Linked DNA regions of Triticum aestivum: region 2 is linked to region 1. The links are chromatin contacts, called in public Hi-C maps. All regions are on one chromosome and are shown on one strand. Each heading gives the region's core, a stretch centred on a gene start, on an enhancer-like site or on the middle of the called end of the contact. The rest is flanking DNA. Distances are from core to core; before and after follow the strand shown. Region 1 overlaps LOC123123921 (protein EXPORTIN 1A). Region 2 holds the start of LOC123123922 (probable cytokinin riboside 5'-monophosphate phosphoribohydrolase LOGL5).

Region 1 (2,700 bases), core at 115-2,614:
TGTGGTATGTTTCCTGTGCATGATTAATATCATGACATCTAGTGTTTGTATGTGTGCATCTGTTTGATTAGGTTTGATAATATGTAGGTTGATGGTCTAACTGAACCTCTATGGGATGCATCCACGGTATCATATCCATCTAATGCCATGTTTGTACGGGACTACACAATCAAACTTCTTGGAGCATCATTTCCTAACATGACGGCAGCTGAGGTATGATGATCCTAATATACAGCTATCCTGTCATTGACTTGGTGCCATTATGAACCTGGCAAAATTTTCTTGCGCAGGTGACCAAGTTTGTTGATGGGCTCCTTGGTTCGAGACATGACCTCCCAAGCTTCAAAAACCATATCAGGGACTTCCTGGTGCAATCAAAGGAGTTCTCAGCCCAGGTAAATTTTGTTATGCCCTCATAAGATTGATGATAACCCCATAATGGAGCTATCTGGAAACCGTATAATGCTTTGGTAACAAGTTACTTTGTGCAAGCTCCTCTTCTGATGGTTTAACTGTGGCTGGCTTATTTAGGATAACAAGGATCTGTATGCGGAAGAGGCTGCGGTACAAAGAGAAAAGGAAAGGCAACGGATGCTTGCCATCCCAGGGCTGATTGCCCCAAGCGAATTGCAAGATGAGATGGTAGACTCATAGTGCTCTGTGATTGTGCACTGCATTGCTAATCCAGTTTGATGGTCGATTAGGCCTCCAGAGGCCTCCATGTCCCGGAGCCTGAGTTTTCTTCCAGGGTGGTGGTGGTGGTGGTGAAAGGAGGCTGTAATTTTATTTCCGGTTCGGCGATTCCAAGATTTGTGGTGCTAGTTGATGATAGGGGAGAATTTTGCCGCAAGAGGTGCTCGGGTGAGCCTTGCGGGCTGTTTGGTTGGTTAGATGGATGTGTTTAGTGCTCGGTGAAACATTTTGTGCGTGTGCTGAGCATGATATAGTATGGATGTTGATCCTTAATTGTTAGTTTAGTCTATAGATTTGATGACTGTATTATGATGATGATGATGTATCAAGTGACTGAATTTGGTCTGGGCTGAGCTGGTAGGAAACCTTATAATCCTCCCTAGGGCTTGTTACTCTTGTTATGTGAAATATGTTTCTTGTGAATTTTGTGAGCTTTCTTTTATCTGTTTTGCTTTTGTGCTTTAAATCATCAAGTTTGTTAGTTCCAGTTGTTACAAATTATGGGGTTTTGTTTTTGATGTGTATAAATTATGGAGTTAGGAAGGAGCTCCTCTCTTGACGAGGGGATGCGCTTAAATTTGTGTATCTTGTGTGTTGATCCGCATATATTGCATCAACATACAACAGCTTGGCGGGCGAGCGACGCAAGTAAAATGATGTCATCCTACGTGGTAGCAGCAGCATATTCTATCCTTGTAGGTTGTGCTGTGCTGTGGTGACGGACGGAAGGGGTGCTGTGCAGTCTAGACTCGACTTTCACGAGCAAAGCAAACATGTCTCTTTCCTCGGTTTGTAATTGGTCTTTATGTGGACTAGTCAACTTTCACATGTATCTATCATCTGCGTAGCGTGGGGAAAGTCCCATTCACCATAAAGCAGCGGTGCAGTTGCAGTGAGCGGCTTTGCTACGCCCGTTGCTGCAGAAGAGACCACGTCGCAATACCATCTCTCTCCATCTTTCTAGTGGGTGTTGACTGGACCTGGGCCTGAGATAGTTATTTTTTCTCGATAATGATTGATTTTGCTGCTTCAAAATGAAGCATGAAGAGGATACAAACAGAATGAGCACTCGTCTGAATTTTGCATTCATAGGTTACACACATTCAGTACAAGCACGTTCACATAAAAACACGTCAATAAATAGTAAATCATATCTAAGATCGAATCTATGCGTAGTGATCAGATACGAGATAGCTAACTAGGGCTTTGTTTGGAGCACCTTCGCTTCACAACTTCACTCCCGGAGTTGGTAAAGTTGCAGTTGTAAACTGCCGAGCAGCTATTTTCTGGCTCCACAGCTCCTGAAATTTCATGGAGCTGGTGGAACTCCCAACAGGCCTTAGGTTTGCCGAGTTGCCAGCCGGGCACATGCACTCCCAGCGAGTCGTTGCTGCCGCTGCTGTCGATCTGCGGTCTCCTGTTATGTGGCCGTGGAGGAAGAAGATGTCAGTTCACTCCGTCTTCATTACTTTCTTTGTGCATAACTCAATACGGATTCTCATCCGGATACAAGGACCGTATGTACTTCACGTTGACGAATCAAGTACGTATTGGCCGGTGATGCAGACCACCGACTCTACATGCTACCACGTACATACGGTCACCATGAGCCTACCAACGTGTTGGCCCGCGATTGGCTGAGCAGCCTGTCGCAAACATACACATACGTACGCATGTGTTGACCTGAATGTGACCGAGGATGCAAATAAACGTGACGGCGACGCATTCAGGCAGGCATGCCTGGACCTGACAATCGAACGCATAAATATGGAGTACCAAAGTCTATCAACAGGTAGTACTAAGGGCGGGCATCTCCAACGCCGATCTTTACATTGGACACCGCATCCATCCGTGGACAAAGGACAAGCCAGCCATCGTACGCTATTCTCCTAAAAGTCCGTCAGTAAGATTAATTTGAAATGCAAATCCATCCGACCACATAGCGCACACCCGATCGCACCAGTGCAGGATAACATCAGCCCCCGATCATAACCCAAAAGGGGTAGG
Region 2 (2,700 bases), core at 62-2,561, 200 kb after region 1:
GGACGCCACATCCATCATCAATCCTCCTCTCATCAGTCTATCTATCCTTTTGCATTGCAATCAATCAATCAATCATGTTGCTGCTGCTGCTGCTGTGGATCCGAATCATATCAAACCCCAAATGGAAATGGGCTTCTCTCCCCAGAAATGGGAACAGAAGATACATAAACAGCACAAGTAGAATGAAAGTCAGCCAAGCACAAGCACAAGAACATAAAGTATTTGCATACGTTCAACCATACGGCCCACAGAATGATATGGATATCTAATTGATTAATCCAAGATATCTAAAGTATTTACAGAGTATATACGGATGATGAATATCTATGTTTGGTTGGGTGGTAATGGATATATAATCTAGAGTCTGGTATGTGTGTGTTTGTCAACTAATCTTGGGTTGGTGGTTTGTGACGGTGAGTTGATCCGGCCGCCGGCCGGCTAGCGCGAGATGTCCGGCCTGGGCGGCGAGCACGCCATGGTGTCCACGGACGACTCCCAGCTGAGCTTGATGGCGGATGCGTCGTGGTGCGCCGGCGCGTACTCCTCCAGCGCCGCCAGCAGCTCGGCGGGCGTGGGCGCCGCCACGATGATGCGCCTTGCCGCCGGCGACACGAACCCCTCGTCCACCGCCCTGTCGATGAAGTCCAGCAGCGAGTCGTAGTACCCCTCCACGTTCAGCAGGCCCACGGGCTTGTCGTGGATGCCGAGCTGCGCCCAGGTGATCACCTCCAGCAGCTCCTCCAGCGTGCCGTAGCCGCCGGGGAGCGCCACGAAGGCGTCGGCGCGGCGGGCCATCTCGGCCTTGCGCTGGTGCATGCCGGACACGGCCTTCACCTCCTCGCCGCCGGGCGTCTCGCCGATGAGCTCCCGCGGGAGGACCGACCGCGGCACGACGCCCGTGACGCGCCCGCCGCCGCCGTGCACGGCGCGGGACACCAGGCCCATGAGCCCCACGCTGCCGCCGCCGTACACGAGGTCGATGCCGCGCTCCACCAGCTGCTGCCCGAGCTGCACGGCGGCCAGCTGGTACGCCGGCTTCCTCCCCGGGCTGCTCCCGCAGAACACGCACACCCGCCGGAACCGCGACGGCAGCTTCTTGCGGCCGTTGCTCGCCGGCGCCGGCTTGGGCGACGTGGCCAGCGCCACCGTGGGCGTCGACGTCGGCGCCTCCTCCTGCTGCTCCATGTCTGTCTCTCTCTCGGTCGATCGACGGTGCTAGAGAATGTATATGTGCCGGCCGGAATGGGGGAGGAGAGGTGCCCGGCCGGTGTGGGCGCGTATATATAGCCTACTGTTGAGTTGCGTTGCGTTGGTCTTGGTCTTCCTCCTCCTCCTGGCTGCTTGGATAGGGACTATATGTAATAATTATCTCTGAATCTTTATCTATGTATATAGTTGATTGATTAACAATTTGTTGCTAATTAAGCTGTGGGTATTAGCTATTGTTGGCTGCAGAAGATTCTGGGCGATCTCCTCTCGTGGCTTGATCTACCTTCTCTCTTCCGAGTCAACCAGTTTGATTAAATCAATCTCATGTGCTATACATGTTCCTACTTGCAAATCAACAAAGCCATAAAGCAACTAATCTATTTATAGTTAATCATCAACCAACGCGGGAATGAAGAGATACGGAATAGTACTCCCTCTGTTCCTAAATATAAGTCTTTGTAGAGATTTCACTAGCTAGGCGGGCTACATACGAAGCAAAATGAATGAATCTACACTTAAAGTGCATCTATATACATCCGTATGTGGTTCATAGTGGAAGCTCTACAAAGACTTATATTCCCGTCGTTCCAAAATTCTTGTCTTTGATTTGTTCAAATATGGATGTATCAAGTCACATTTTAGTATTAGATACATCCGTATCTTGACAAATTTAAGACAAGAATTTTGGAACGGAGGGAGTAGTATACATCTTCTTATCTGTAGATATCTACCTAGCGTTGTTTGGTCCAGGGACGGACACGAGGGTGCTGGATAAATGTACGTACACACATGCGTCTGTGTACACATGTAGTGCACTTAAGACTCTGAGGTGGCGCCGGTGGTCCCACATGTCCACTTGTGCCAGTACCACTCCATCTGTTCACATGTGGACCCATCATTTTCACTAATTAAACCCTCGGCATGGGCCGACTATTATCTATACATTTCTCCACAACTTCTAATTTTTTTGTAAAATTTGTCACCGTCCACTCGTTGAAGCGCCTTCAATGGTTAACGGTTTAGCCGGAAACTCCCCCACCTCTCCCTCCTCGCACTATGCTTGTCATCTATCTCTCTCCTTGGTTCATTTGGCGAAACCAAGCAACGTGGGATGTTGACAAGTGAGAAGTTCGCTGCCCAACATTTTGCTGAATGCCAAACTACGATGATATGTGTCAACAAGTTGGGCTGGTGTTTCTTTTCTTCTCGGGAAAGAAAGAAAGGCTCCTAGACGTTTAGGGTTTCTCTACTGCCCGCCGCCGGCGCCGCCGATCTACCTCGTCTGTTGTGGCCTTAGGACCATGTAGGCGCGGTAGATCCCAGTCCTTGCCGGTGAGAAGGCCCCATCTTCGTTTTAGGTGTTTGTTTAGCCTGTTTAAGATTTGTGTCCTACTTGAAAAAGCGAGTTGGCGGCAGCTTTCTGAAGATAGAATAAGGCTCTCCCCGCCTAGCCCGCGTCTCGACCATGCGTCCTACGTTGAGAAATTGCAC

The links. A called contact is a pair of places that touch in the nucleus more often than the background predicts.
Region 2: a Hi-C map of leaf shows a contact between it and region 1, with 4 times the contacts expected there. The contact joins the promoter of LOC123123922 here to the enhancer-like site in region 1. A contact is called at or near these places in 3 of 5 Hi-C or Micro-C datasets (all in leaf) and 1 of 1 datasets of contacts at active chromatin or transcription factors (leaf).

The regions. Positions count from the first base shown.
Region 1 is chr5D:562,054,342-562,057,041 of IWGSC CS RefSeq v2.1, forward strand. LOC123123921 (protein EXPORTIN 1A) reads left to right here. Exons shown (of 31, transcript XM_044544576.1): 28 at 1-4; 29 at 88-213; 30 at 291-395; 31 at 532-1,116. The coding sequence ends at 654. Among protein-coding and RNA genes, the nearest start is that of LOC123123921, 10 kb to the left of the region's middle. Within about 2 kb of position 1,365, at least 5 of the 8 cell types and tissues checked have an H3K27ac peak or open chromatin away from gene starts, as enhancers often do. A contact at or near this core is called in leaf, where this site is marked.
Region 2 is chr5D:562,250,664-562,253,363 of IWGSC CS RefSeq v2.1, forward strand. It overlaps LOC123123922 (probable cytokinin riboside 5'-monophosphate phosphoribohydrolase LOGL5), which reads right to left and starts at 1,312. Exons shown (of 1, transcript XM_044544577.1): 1 at 203-1,312. The coding sequence starts at 1,185. The coding sequence ends at 439.